Regions from separate parts of the Anas platyrhynchos genome. Here region 1 is linked to region 2. Evidence: chromatin contacts called from public Hi-C data. All regions are on one chromosome and are shown on one strand. The core of a region is the stretch at or near the end of the contact, and the rest is flanking DNA. Distances in the headings are between cores, read along the strand shown. Region 1 holds the start of SLC27A4 (solute carrier family 27 member 4). Region 2 holds the start of NAIF1 (nuclear apoptosis inducing factor 1).

Region 1 (6,978 bases), core at 304-2,803, 180 kb before region 2:
GCCAGAGGCCTGCCTGCCATGCTCACACAGCACCGGGCTGCGGGTCGCCTGCTGGGCCGGTGCCAGGGCTGCACAAATAGCACGTAATATAATTTTAAACTGCATCTGTTCAGCCACATCACTTAAGTGCCACCGTGGCTCCTGCTGGCCTTTACCATTGCTTTTCCTATCTGTACAAATAGAGGCAGTGGGGAGTAAGTGGGGAGGGTTTTGGCAGGCCAGGCACAAACCATACAAAAACGTGTGGTTTTCAGGTTGTGTTTGCTGCAGACAAGTGGCAGCTCGGCTATCACCACCAGCGGGGGGCTGCTTGGCTGTTTGGGGATGCTGTACCCCAAATACCAACACCTGGCACTGAGGTGACACTGCTGCTGAACCGCGTGCTGCCCCCCAACTGGTGCATGTTTATTAAGCCAAGGGAAGGGCCGTGCCCCCAAAATCTCCTTCCCTGGCTCATTCCCACACAGTTCCCAACAGCAGTGGCACGGCTGGTGCCAAGGGACACGCGGTGCCCTCAGCTCGACGCCCCACGGCCCCAAACTCAGCCTGGCCCCGTAGGCCGGCCTGTGGTGCTGCGGCCTGCCTGGTTTCGAGGCAGTCAGGCGGCTTCGCCTGGCAGCCTCCTGGTTTTGCCACATCACCGTGCTGGAGGGTTTTGTCAGGTTTTGTTGTGTGGGTTGTTGGTTATTTATTTTTTTTTAAGGGGTGATGATGGAATCAGAAACACGCCAGGAACCCCGCAGTAGTGCCTGCTGCCGGTTTGCTGCGTGCTCTGAAGCGTCAGGGTGGTTTGTTGTTACGTCTGGACACGGAGAGGAAGATTTTCATCCTGAACGGGAGATAAAACCACGGCACAAACACGGGGATCCACCTCCGGGCCTACAATAGCCTCGTCCTCCGGCATCCGGCCCACATCTGTCCGGCTGCTGGCGCTGACAGCAGCACCGCTGGCGCAGGCGGCTCCCCCGGGAGAGAGGAGGAGGTTGGGGGGCAAAAAGGGGGCTGAGCCCCACCGTGCACCCCCCGCTGTGTCCCCCAAACCCAAAGGGGGCTTCAGCAGGGCCGGAGCCCTGAGGTGTGGGGCTGGGAGGAGGCTGTGAGGGCTGCCCCACGCTTTCTGCCTGCTTCCTCCCCCCGCTGTAACCCAGACATTAAAAATGAGAGCCCCCCCCCCATTTCCTCAGCCACGGCCGCGTTCCCCTCCCCGCTGCACCAGAGGGGGGGGGTCCCCGCGGTGTCACCGTGCACCCGGAGCCTCCTTTTCCAGGGGGGGCAAAATACGACTCTGGTGGGACTCGAACCCACAACCTTTGAATGACTCCCGTCACGCCGCGCTAGAAGTCCAATGCGCTATCCATTGCGCCACAGAGCCGTCGGACTGCCCCGCCGCCCTCGCCGCCTTTTCCCTTCGCTCCCCCTCCTCCCTCCGGTTCTCCCCCACCTCCCCCCCTGCAGCCCCCGGTGCCGTTCCCGTTCCCGTTCCCGATCCCGGTTCCCGGGGCAGCTCCCGCTTGGTAACGGCGGCGGGGGCCGCAGGGAGGGCGGTGCCGGGCGGGACTACAAGTCCCGGCGGGCCCCGCGGGCCGTGCCGCAGCGGCGGGCGGGCCCCGCTCCCGGCCCCGCTCCGGCTCCGGCTCCCGGTGGCGGTGCAGGTGGCCGGGCCGCACCGGAGAGCGCCGCAGCCCGGTAAGAGCCGGGCCCCCCCTTCCCCTCCTCATTCTCTTACGGTGTCCCCGGTGCAGCTCCGGGTACGGGTATGGGAACGGGAGCCTCGCCCCGCCCCACCGGTGTCCCCCCCCCCCCACCCCCGAGGGGGCTGGAGGGGGCTTGGGGTCGTTTTGGGGAGAAATCGGTCGTTTTGGGCACCGGGGAGGTGCTGCCGGTACCGGGGGGGGGGGGGAAATGGGGAGAACGGGGAGCGGGGAGGGCGGTGAGGAGGTGAGGGGCCGGGCGGGGACTGCGGCAGCGAGGGGCTGGGGAGGGCGGGGGGGGTCCCGGTGACCCCATCCCGGAGCACCGGGGGGGACCGGGGGGGGTCCCGGGGAGCCTCCGGGCCTCTGCGGTTGGCTGGGGTTGGGGCTGGGTCCTGGGGGGGTCGGTCCCCAGCCCGGCCCCCCCAGCCAGGGCACCGGGGAGGAGCTGCTGCTGCCCACGGTCACGGCCTCCGAGCCCCTCCGCTGGGCTGAACCGGCCCTTTTTCAACCCAAAATTGTTGGTGAAGGCCGGTTCCTCGTGGAGGAGGTGGGTGGTGGTCAGCGGGGGTCCTCACGGAGCTGTGCCCCCCCGGAGGTGTCGAGGAGGTGCCACCCACCCGGGGCATTGCCCACGGGGAGCTCCAGCCCCGTGTGGGGTTTTGGCAGGGCTGGGGGAAGCTGCGGCACCTGGGGTCCCGCTGCCTGCCCCCACCCCACAGCACCAGAGCCCTTTCCCCAGCTCTCCTCAGCTTTCCATGCCCGGGTGACAAATCCCGGCGTTTTCCATCACGCCACCCTCCTGCGGAGCTACAGACAGCTCCGAATTTCCATGGGTTGGCTCGGCTGGACAGGAGCTGAACCCATAAGGACCCCAACCCTGCCATGTCCATACAGGGCACCGTGTGCTTGGCGTGCAGGAGAGATGAGAGGGGCGGATAAGAGGCGCCTGCCTGGGCCTGTCTCGCCTTCACGTGGGCGCTGCGATGCCGTGCAGCCCACGCAGTGTGCCCCCCGCCCGGCTCTCCCTGCCCCCTGGAGCTCAGGGCTCAGGTCTTTGGCCGAGGCGCAGGGGGTTGGCGGTGATCCGGGAATGTCCCTGTTAAACTGAGCAGAGAGGTTCCTGGGGGGGGAAATACAGTGGGTGCTGCCCTGCTGAAGGGCTGAGGGACTGCGGTGTGGGGCCTCGAGCCTGGGAGATGTTTGTTGGGAGAGCTTGGATGTGAGCGGGGAGGTTTGGGCTGGGTTCTGCGTGCTGGGGGATGTCCCCATGGCTGGGAGCAGCACCCTGGGCTCTGCTACGTCCCGACCCGCTCCTGCTGGGCTGCAGGCAGGCAGTGTGGCGTGCCAGGGCACGGTGACCGTGTGGCACGGCCTCGGCTCCTCCATCTCATGTTGTCTGTCCCACATGGGGCAGCCCTGGGCTTGTAGCGTGGCTCCCAGCTCCGCAGGCTGTGGCAGAGCCACCCGCAGCTGCCAGCTTTGGAGCAGTGCATTCATTTTCAAGAGGGAAAGGGAAATTACATGAAGGTTTCCTTCCTCTGTGGCCCACGCTCCATGCCAGGAAGGACCCGTTTTATCTCACAGCCTTTGGGGTCATGCCACTGTCTCTTTTCTCTGCCTGATGCCACTACCTGAAAAGAGCCTTCACTAAACTGCGATTGCTGCCGGGTCCTGGAGCTGCATGGGGGGGATGTTTGGGATGGGGACAGAGGAGCTGCTTGCTGGGGGGGCAGGAACAGCAGTGACAGCCCACGGGGCATGGGGACGGGGTCCCTGTGTGTCTGGAGGCAGGGACAGCCCTTCTGCTTCTGCCCCATGCCCGGCCTCGTGGCCCCCCGGCCGCTCGGCCGCGTCTCCAGCAGCGCCAGGCCAGGAAGCTGCCCGCTGACAGCAGAGTTTACAAACACGAGCAGAGCTTAAAGGACAGAGTTTCCTGTTCCTGCCCGAGCTGTGCTGGGGAGCTGGTGAAGCTGAGCTCTCCGGCACTCATGGAGGCTGTCCTGGAGCCAGGCGTATTGGGAAATTGATGCTGTGGGGACAGTGGGGTTGCGGGGAGGGATTTGGAGCTGGGCTGGGGTGAGAGCTGAGCTCACCCTGCCTTGGTGCCTTCTAAAATCTATACGGACTCTGCTGCACAACAACACTTCCAAATCCGTGCAGTGACGTTATCCTGCATCTACTGCTGCTGGGATGGGTCTGTGTCCCTGGCTGGGGCTCCCAACTAGGAACAGCCAGGCTTTTGGCGAGCACTAAGCAGAGCTGTGCTGTGCCAGGGGCTTACCTGGCGCCCGTGGCCAGGCTCTGGTAATGTTACACCTGCAGGAGATCTGGCCTGCTGCATTACATCCTCGCTGCGAGGAGCAGCAGTGATGCTGGGGGGCTTTGGGGACTGCTAATGCAGCCCCTGCCCGTGGCTTTGCTGTCTCCGGGGTGCGTGGGTCGATCTCTGTGGTTTCTCTCTCCCTGCAGGCCACGATGCTGCGTCTGGCGGCCTTCGCAGCGCTGCTGCTGTTCTTCAGGGTCAGCCTGGAGCTGTCCTGGGCCCAGGCCATCCCCGCGCTCTTCGTCTTCTACCTGGGATCCGGGGGATGGGACTTCTTCCTCATATTCATCAAGACAGTACGAAGGGATGTCACGTAAGTGTCCTGGCTGGGGCAGCCCAGCTGCTTTGCACTGGGGTGTGTGAGTGCAGCCCCCGGCTCCCTGCACAGCTCTTGCTTTCTGCTGGCACCCAGCCCGCAGATCTCCCTGGCACTTCCTTAGTTTCCCTCTGCCGCGCCCGGATGGCTCCAAACTCTCGGTCAAAGTTTTCCCGGGAAAGATAGATTTCAGCTGAGCTCTGAAATCTAGTGGCTGACCTTGTCCTTGTACTTCATTCTGTCCCTAAAACTGCTGGCACGGCACTAGGAGCCTGGGCAGGGTCGGCTGGTACCAGGCAGTGCCAGGTCCTGGCAAAAATGTGGCTGGTGGGGAGTGGTGGCACCTCTTGGAGAGCCCCCGAGGCTCCAAGGCGTCCCTTTAAGGGGGACATCCCTGTCTGCAGCCTTCCACAGAAACTCTGTCCTTGGCCTCCTGGCTTTTGCAGAGGGCTTCTGCCTATGTCCACGCTGTTTTGGGGAAGCATCCAGAGCTGCTGCTGGCCTAGAGCAAGGCCTTGAGCAGCGCTGGGCTGCTGCAGCTCCAAGCAAGGCCTCTGTGCTCTGCCAGCTTTGTAGGAAATCTTTCTGCAGGGCTCACTAAGCAGCTTCCCTCCTGCTCCCCTTCTTTTTGGCAGCACGGGGCTGGTCCTGCTGCGGGTGAAGTGGCAGGTGTGGAGGCATGTGAAGGAGAAGAACACGATCGCCAAGATCTTCCAGCAAACCGCCAGCAAGTACCCGGAGAAGACGGCGCTGATCTTCCAAGGCACCGGCGAGAGCTGGACTTTCCGGCAGCTGGATGAGTACTCCAACCAAGTGGCCAATTTCTTCTACGGCCAAGGTTTCCGCTCGGGTGATGTGGTGGCTCTGTTCATGGAGTCCCGCAATCAGTACGTGGGGCTGTGGCTCGGCTTGGCCAAGATCGGGGTGGAGACGGCCCTGGTGAATTCCAACCTGCGCATGGAGGCCTTGCTGCACTGCATCACCATCTCCAGCTCCAAGGCGGTCATTTTTGGGGTGGAGATGATGGAAGGTGAGGGGTCTGTGGGTTTAGTGTTCATTTCCTGTGGGAAATACAGCACGGTCTCTTCCAAATTCCAGCAGCTGAGTTATCAAGGAGTTGGTGTCCGTCCCTCCCCTTCCACCTTTGTCCCTTTGGCCATGGGCAGGTCCCGTGCACCACCCGGCTCCCAGTCAGGCCCATGTGGGTGTGAGGATCCTGCCTCGTGCTCCGGGTGCCCCTCGGGTCCTTTCCCTGCGTGGAGCCCTGGGTTGGGCCGGGCCAGGCCTGCCGTGCTGCGAGGGATGAGCCTCCCCTTGCTCTCCGTGGCTGGTAGCCACATCCCCGCAGCGCCTCGGCTCCAGCTCCTCGTGTTTCAGCCCACACCCCCGAGGCTGCGGTGTCAACAGACCTCTTGGCACCCAGGAGGTTTTGGCTAGGGAGAGGTGGAGAACAGGATCTTCAAGTCTCTGAAGGAGCCTGGGCTGCGGCCCCGGCATCTGTTAAACATGAGAACAACATCTGCCTGGGAGGGTGCTCGGGCCTTTTGGGACTTAGCAGCACCCTCGTAGCGCTCAGCAACCTGGGGCACTGCCTTCCCGAGACTGTCTGCGGGGGCTGGGTGTCTCGGTGCTGTACTCACCACCTCGATTCTCTTTCTCCACTTCTCTCCCTGACTTTCTCAGCTATGCAGGAAGTCCAGGCCTCCCTGGAGAAGTCCATCCATCTCTACTGGTCAGGGGAAGGAAGCCCCGAGGCTGCACTTTCTGGTGCAAAGCACCTGGACCCCCTCTTGCAGATGGCCCAGCGGCACCAGCCAACCCCCCCCGACAAGGGCTTCCTCGGTACGTGGTCAGCTCTGGGGAGCCAGGTTCAGGGTGGTGTCTTTATGAGTTTTTGGTGTTTTCAGCTGGTTACAACACCAGAAAGAATGTCCCCTCAGGATGCTGAGGGCAGGCACCTGCAGCAGGACCTGGGGTACTCAAGCAGGGTCTTACTGCAGTGCCTGAAGCCCAGCTGTGTGTGGAACAGTGTCATGTTGTGCCCTTAGCGTGTCCAGCAGGCCTGATCCTGCCAGGGATGAACCCAGCACGCTCTTGGTGCTGTCACTTAACCAAATTTTGGCTCAGCTGGCATGAGCAGAGTGCACAATTTGACTCGTCCCCTCCTCCTGCTTCAGCCAGCCCCTAGACTGGTTGCAGTGGTACCGAGTACCTGACCCTGTGTCCTCATTGCTCCCCAGATAAACTCTTCTACATCTACACCTCCGGCACCACGGGGTTGCCCAAAGCTGCCATCGTGGTGAATTGCAGGTGAGGCAGCGGGCAGGGGCTGTGGGGAGGGTGGGAGCCGAGCTCTGCCCCGCTGGCACCAAGCCCCTGGTGCTGAGGTGCCCCTTGGTTCTCCCACCCCAGGTACTTCCGCATGTCCAGCCTGGTTTTCTATGGTTTTCGGATGAGGCCTGATGACGTGATGTACAACTGCCTCCCGCTGTACCACGCTGCAGGTAACGCGTGCCCCCTGGAGCCCTGCTTGTCTGGACTCCCCTTCCCCTCCGCCACGCCCGGGGGTCAGGCTGGGGGCTGGGGCAGCCCCGATCTCTGCCTCAAAGAGGAGCTGGCTGCTGCTGGCAGCGTCTGACCCGAGG
Region 2 (7,284 bases), core at 1,665-4,164:
TAACTGTAGGAAGGGCTGAGCTGAGCCTCGCAGCCGTTTCTCAGCCTCCTGGTCAAAGCCAGGAAACTAACCCGGCTGAAATAACTGTTAGCAGGCTAACAAAGAGCTGCTGTACTGCCTCCAGCTCTGAGAAGGACGGAACCAACACCACCGCTAGACCCAATTCATGCTCCAAACCTCACTAGAACAAGGGGCTGACAAACTCCTCAGGGTTGGGAGTCACTGCGTGGCTGAAGCCCTGTACTCCGGGCCCTTCGATGGATGAACGGATCAGGGAGGTGACAGAGCTGGAGTTTCGCCTGCAGGCCCACCTGAGTGCAACCTGTGTGTGCTCCGACACGCAGCCCAGGGCAGCGCCTGCTAACCAAGGCACGGCCTTTTCATCTCTACGAACTTGAAAGTGCAATCTCCTGGCCGCACACAGGCAGAACACGAGGTGAACGCTCGCTTTTAACCCCATTTATATCCTAAGGGGACGTGGGTGGGATTTAAACCGCATGTAGGCTCGATGCTGGCCTGCGTGGGCTGCATTTCGTGCTCCCAGAGCAGCATCCACCACTCGCAGTGCAGAGACAGGGCTGAACCGCCCCTGGTACCGCGTTTCCAGCAAATGCTTTCAGCAAGAGACAGGAAATCACCCACTGCCATGCACCAGTTACAGTAACTGTACCTTGGCAGCTTCAGCACTGTGATACAAGGAGGCTCTCCCTGTTACAAGGCAGCTAAAGGCGAGAGAAAGGGGGGGGGGGGAGGAATCGAGGTATCAGACTTAGGAGAGGTTTTCAAACAAATATAAAAATAATTATCGTCTTTTCTACGTTTTTTTAAACAAATCTATTGTTCTGAGGAACTAAAGCAACCAATGTTACATTCCTGCTTTATTACACACCCGGCTACCCCTCTGCACGGTGAGTCTGAAAAGGCAGCTTAGCATAAGATTAGGGGAGAAGAAAGCTGTCCGGGCTCGGCCAGCCTCCCAGGAGAGGCCGTTTCACACCGACAAGAGCTCGCAGCCCTCGCTCCGGGCCCAACGGCAGCAGAGGCAGTTTTGTTTTCCAAGAAAGACGTCCCAGTATCATATCTTTCACTGGATAATGCCATCTTGCTGCCCAGTCTGGCTGGGGTCAGCAGTCACCGAAGGGCTGGGCGTATTGCTCTGCAAAAACCGACGGAAGTCCTTAATCATGGGGCGGAGGACCTGGATGAGGGCGCTGAGCGCGGCCTGCGTGCCTTCCATGGCCTGCGCCTGCCGCTCCTGCGCGCACGCCTGCACCTCCTGGGAGCGCCGGATCATCTGCAGCAAGTCATTCTGCTGCTCCAGGTGCTGGGCGATCTCCTTCACGTGCAAGTTGGTCACTCGCTGCTCCTGCAGGAGCTTGGCTGAGTTCAGGGCGATTCGGCTTTTCAGCTCCTGGGGTTTGGCCGACACCTCGTGCTGATGCGCCATCATCTCCAGGGGTGCCTCGGCCGTAACCGTCGCGGGGGCTTCCGTGGTGCAGTACTCCACGACGCCATCCTCCAGGCTGTGGTAGGTCGTCTCCGCAGGAACTGAGAACAAAGGACAGAAAGGGGTAAGGAGCAGCAGCAAAAGGAGTGGTTTTATCTACAGAACTATTCAATGAAGGTAACTGTAACACTGCCTGTTCGCCGAGATAACGTCCAGCAAACAGTGAGCGCACAAAATGAGCTATTTAAGGCTGCTCCACCCTCATCTCGGCTTCCTTCTGGGGTGTACACGCTAAAGTCCAAGGGAACAGGGCACGCTATGTCTGTCTAGACAGAATCCCGCTTCACCCTGCAGTTTGGCGGGCTCCTTCCAAGCACCATTCACCAACTGACGGAAGGGCAAAGGCCCAGAACGGCGCCTATCAACCAGACAGCTCCTCTTTGGGGCACACCAGGGAGTGGGCCTTGGAGATATTTCTCCCTTTGCTTTTGTTCTGCGAGAAGGGGACCGCACAATTCCTGCTCTTAAGGCCGACCCCAGCTGTCAAAGCTGACTTGCAGTACATGACCACCTTGGAGCCGCTCCCCTACAGCACTTTGGGAAGGGGCTTTTTGTTACTTGGGGTGGGGGTGGGGCTCCCCACAAGACCTCCAACCGCCCCTCGTGCGGGCGCCGCACTCACTCTGCGTCAGCGTGACGGTGGCGGCCGCGGCGGTGATGGGGATCTCGCCGCCGTCCCCCGCGCCGCACTCCCCGCCGGGCAGGCTGATGATGGTGGCCTCCCCCAGCAGGTTGCAGATGCGCTGCTGCATGGGCGTGAGGATGACGGGGGCGGCCGCCGCCCCTCCCGCCGCCTCCTCGCCCTCCGCCGTGCCTCCTCCTCCTCCTCCTCCTCCTCCTGCTCCACCGCCTTGTCCTTCACCGCCTTGTCCTTCCATGGCGGCCCGCACCTGGGCCACCTTGCGGCGCACCTCGGTCTTGAGGTCCGACCACTTCTTCTTCACCTCGGGCAGCTCTCGGCGGCAGGTGGCCACGGCGTTGACGCGCCGCAGGATGTCGTGCCAGGCGGCGGCCTTGGCGGCCAGGGGCACGCCGGCGTTGAAGTGGTTGACCAGCAGGTGCTTGCCGCGCTCCAGCTCCTCCACGATGATCTCCACCTCGCGCTCCGAGAAGTTCATCTTGCGCTTCTTGGCCGGGGGGGCGGGCGGCGACGCCATGGCCCCGAGGGGAGCCTCGTGAAGGGCTTTCGGGGGCGCCTCGAGGGGTCGCGGCCCCCCCCGGGTCGGGGAGGGGGGCGCGGGGCCCCTCAGGGCCCTGTGGAGGCCGCGCGCCCCCTTCCCGCTCCCCCCCCCCAGCCGCGGCCCTTAGCAACCGCCAACGGTACGCAATTTGCGTACCGCCGGCAGCCGGCGGGCCCCGCTCAACGGCCTCCGCCCTCCGACACTGGCGTAATGGCTTCCAGAATCAGCCCCCCCGTCCCGCCGCGCCTGGTTGGGCCGCGCGGCTGCTCGTCACCCTCAGGGTCCCGCCCCCCCGTGGGAGAGGAGCGCGGCTATTGGTCGATCCGGCTGTCCGTCAAGGGGAGGGGCGGGGAGGCCCCGCCTCCCCGCTTCCCTCATGGCACTGGGCCTCCGTGAGGCCGGGCCCGCCCCTAAATTTCCCCGCTCTAATCCTATTGGTTGCTTCCCTGCCAATCAACGCACAGCGCCCACCCCCGTCTGGAAGCTGCTGGGTGCGCGCCACGTCCGTCAAGATCAAACGGAGGCCGGGCTCGCGATCTGATTGGAGCAACCGCAGCTTTTCCCCGCCTCCCCCCCGGCGTTTTAACCAATAGGCGCTCGCTCAGCCCTCCTATACCGGCTCGCGCGCGACGCCGCGTTCCGATTGGCTGCGAGCCGGGAGGCAGCGCGTGCCGGCGTGACGTCAGCGCCGGGAACCTCTACCATTGGGCGGCGGGGGGGCGTCACGTGGGGGCGGCGGCGCGTGGCGCGAAGGCGGAAGCGGCCGGCGGCTGGCGGCGGCGGAAGTGCCGCCATTTGGCGGCGGGGCGGGCGGCGGGAGGATGCCGGGGGCGCGGCGCTCGCTGGCGTCCCCCGTGGTGAGCGGAGTGCTCTGCCCCTGCGGCTCCCCGCGGGCCGCCGCCGCTCCCGGCACCGCTTCCGTGACCGACGGTGGTGCTGGTGGTGCTGCCGGTGGTGGTGGCGGCGGCTCCGGTGCCGGTCCCGGTGCCGGTCCCTGCGGGCGGGCGCTGTGCGAGGCCTCGGAGCAGGAGCGGCGGCTCCGGGCCCTGTTCCAGAAGCTGGACGTGAACCGCGACGGCGCCCTCTGCATCCACGACCTGGCCGTGGGGCTGGGCCGCCTCGGGCTGCACCGCACCGAGCTGGACCTGCTGGTGAGCGGGGGGCGGGGGGCACCGGGGGTACGGGCAGGGCCCGGTTTGTGCTCGGTAATCCCATGTCAGGTTTTTTTTGAAGGTTTCTGGGGCCGTGCCGGTGGCACACGAGCCCTATAAACTGCCCCGCTGGGTGCTGGGCATCGGGAGCTGCCACCTGCTGCCGGCACCCAGCTCCCGGGGCTGCCTATGGGGAGCCCCGGTGCCAGCCGTGGGGACACGGCCCCGTTTCATCGCGCTTAGTGGGGTTGAGGTCCCTGTGAGTCAGGAAGCAGCTTATCGGGGCACACGCAGCTCGGCCCATGGGTGTAGGGTCATAAAAGCGCTGCGTGTCCCGGGATGACTCCAGGGAGGGGAAGGGCCGCAGCCGGGCTGTGACCGGCAGGGAGCTTCTGAGGCAGAGGAGAAAACTGAAACGATGGCTCCTGCTCCCTCCCTGATCCCTTCACTTGCTCTGACCATGTGCATCCACTCTTCCCAAAGGTGCTAGCTCCCTTCTAACTGTAACCCCTTTTAGGTGTTGACGTTGCTTTTCGGTTGGCACCTTGCTGCAGAGCGTGATAACTCTTGGGCAGCACGAGGATCCTGGGGGTGATTTCCTGCTGCTGCTTCTAAATTTGCCATTCCATGGCAATTTGCTTCGGTGCTGAAACCCGATCGCCCCCCCTCACACCCCATAAATCAGCTGTGCACACCCTGTGACATGCCGGCCTGCTGCCCGTGGGGCTGGAGCCCTGGGTGCTGGCAGGAGGCTGTGCCCCAGAATGTTCTGTGCCCGTGTGCCGCTCTCGGTTCGCGTTCCCTTCTCCTCCCGGGGACTTTACTCCATCCAGCCTGACACTTTCCAGGCTGTGAGGATGTGCCATGAACCCAAATGCCCTTTTTACTCCTCTGCTTCCCCTCCTGCTCCGCAGGAAGCAGCTGGGTAGAGAAACGGAGCTGGTGGGGGCATCAGAGCCCCCCCTGCAGCAGTGTGAGAGCTCCGGGTAGGGGCTGAATGCAGGGTTTGGAGCTCTGGGTTCCACTTGGGCACGTGAGAGCCGGCTGGAAAGCTTCCGCCCTGTGGCTTTTTTTAAAAACTTCACAAACTTCCTGTTTCCCAGGGAGTTCTATTAAAAGCCGTTCCTTTGCCTTCCCCAGCCGGGCTCGGGGTGACACTGACACGTGGGTGCCTAACGCCACGTCGCAGTCAGGGCAGTGTAAGGTCGGGATGAAAACCTCCGATGGAGCAGACGTGGTGTTGGAGATGGGTTTGAGCACAAATCTCACGGGCTGCTTGTGCTCAGTAACTCGCTCAGGGCCTCGGGTACCTCTCACTGCTCCTCCCATGCAGGAGGACATTTGATAGGGGAGCTCCCTCCCCGTGCCTGACGGACAGCAGGGACGAACACCAGCCCTGCGATGCCAGGGCAGTGCCAGCTGTGGGCGGCTGAGCTCTGTCAGCAGGCCACGAGTCCTGGTGGCAGCAGCGCCCGCTCTGGGCTGGCACTCAGAGCAAAGGAGCAATGTTTTGTCTCCTCCAGCCTCCCGGTTCTCACCCAGATAAAGCCCCGGGCTGCGTTCAGGAAGCTGCTGCCTTTTGTTCTGGGGTGGCCTTCGGCGGCGGGGAGAGAAGTTGGACCCAGATGTCCTTTGGGGTGGAATTTGCTTATGTAAACCATGTTTTTTTTTTAAGGCTGTGCTGTTATCTTTAAGCCATTTGACAAATACCGCGTGCCAGATCTATGAGCTTTCCAGAGAAACGCTTGTTTGTGCTGGGGCCGGGAAGCAACGTGCACACCTCGCTGCCTGAGTGGGAAGGGAACAGCCACGGGAAACTGCTGTGGAGGCTCATGTCCCCTGCAGGGAGCACAGTCCTGCCTCGGGAGCAGTCAATGTTCTTGCTGCTCTCTGCCTCCCCTCCTGAAGATGTTTGTGTGGGTTTTTAGAACTGAAAATGTGTTTAATGGGAATAGGGGTCGTGCAGCCAGCACTGTGCCTCCTGCTCTGTATCTGGAGACGGCGTGTTGCTAAAAACTGATGGATTTGGCCTCTCTGATATCCTTGTTTCTCCCGGCCTTAACCTGTGTGACTGCCTCGCTCTCACCTTCCCAAAGGAAGCCACCCCAACTCTGCCTGAGTGAGGCTGTGTTACGGGCTGAGGTTCCAGCTGGTGGCCTCTCAGTCGCCTCTCCTGGCTAAGAGAACAAATGGAGATGCCCTGAGCCTGTCTGAGAGCGGTTTCACCTCATGGTAATGACACCTCAAATACCTCCAGAGGTTTGTGTTAAATCAGCCAGGAACAGGGTGTCTGCTGCCCGTGGGGAGCGGGGCTGGTGGCTCTGCGTGCTCTGAAACGTGGTGTGAGGAGAGCCCTGCTCCTGGGTGTGGGGAAACTCAAGGTGTAGGTCAGTGATTGTGCTGCAGATAAACCCTGCGTCTGTGCTTGGGGCTGAGTCAGCTCCGTTTCACCCCAGGAGGTGTTGTGAAGACGTGGACAAACCCCTCGCAACCCACCAGAGCGCCAGGCGTGATGCCTGAGATGAGGGAGGGGGACTGCAGAGAGGTGCCCTGTGTCCCCGTGGGGCTGTGCCCTGGGGGTGCTGCTCACTCCAAATGCCTGCAGGGTCCCCGAGGTGGGTGCAAGGAAATCGTGGAGCTGGTGCGAGGCAGCTGGTGCCCCGAGCCCGGCTGGTGCTGGGGCTTTGGCCTTTCCCCGGCTGCTCTGCGTGGCGGTGTTTAATTACCCGGGCTGCCTTCCCTGGTGAGCAGCCTGAAACAGATCCTCCTCCCATCCGGGGCATTGCTGGGTGGTCAGCTCGGGAGGGGAATAAATGGAATTACTGGGATAAGGGCAGGGAAACGAACCCAAAACTTTAGTGTACTTGGTGTTAGTCTTATTTTCCTCAAAGGAACACCAGTCAGTGACAGCTCTGGCTGCGCAGCGTTGCGTTAGCACTGCCACGAGGACTGCCCTCTTCTTTGGGAGCCCCCGCAAATGAGCAACACGTGGAAGAAAAGTGGTCAATGAGGCTGTGTTCATGGCTGTGCCCCTAAATGTGGGACATGAGCACGCTTCGGTGACACCCCAGAGTTTGTCAGAGCGAGGCAGAGCAGCGGTGGCATCGCTGCCAGGAGCACGGCCACTGGGGGGGGCTCGGGGCAGGGAGCTGTGCTCCGGGAGCGATTGCTGACCCCGCCAGGCCCCGAGCTGCCCCGAGAGGCGCTGCCACACAGGGTCTGTGTCCCCAGAGGCGAGCAGGGGCTGGGTGACGTGGCTGCGGGGCCGTCACGGCTCAGCTGCTGCTTTCCTGCGGGGCTGTGCCCGCTGAGCCGTGGGGTGCAGGGAGAGGCCGAGTGGCCACCTCCTGAGCGCTGAGGGCGCCCTTCTGGCCCTTCCCAGGATGGGACATGGCCGTGGTGGATCCCTGAGCTCCCCCAGCACTGTGCCTGTGCCCAGTTCCTG

What was found. A called contact is a pair of places that touch in the nucleus more often than the background predicts.
Region 1: a contact with region 2 is called in a Hi-C map of liver, with 2.5 times the contacts expected there. The contact joins the promoter of SLC27A4 here to the promoter of NAIF1 in region 2. A contact is called at or near these places in 3 of 8 Hi-C or Micro-C datasets (liver, skeletal muscle and subcutaneous adipose tissue).

Annotation. Positions count from the first base shown.
Region 1 is chr18:8,194,918-8,201,895 of IASCAAS_PekinDuck_T2T, reverse strand. SLC27A4 (solute carrier family 27 member 4) reads left to right here and starts at 1,553. Exons shown (of 13, transcript XM_027470622.3): 1 at 1,553-1,686; 2 at 4,164-4,330; 3 at 4,969-5,363; 4 at 6,017-6,175; 5 at 6,574-6,643; 6 at 6,746-6,837. The coding sequence starts at 4,170. It overlaps TRNAR-UCU (transfer RNA arginine (anticodon UCU)), which reads right to left and starts at 1,372; the gene lies at 1,281-1,372.
Region 2 is chr18:8,020,831-8,028,114 of IASCAAS_PekinDuck_T2T, reverse strand. NAIF1 (nuclear apoptosis inducing factor 1) reads right to left here and starts at 2,914. Exons shown (of 2, transcript XM_027471061.3): 1 at 2,130-2,914; 2 at 861-1,548. The coding sequence starts at 2,664. The coding sequence ends at 1,085. It overlaps SLC25A25 (solute carrier family 25 member 25), which reads left to right and starts at 3,452. Exons shown (of 11, transcript XM_072025312.1): 1 at 3,452-3,839. The coding sequence starts at 3,510.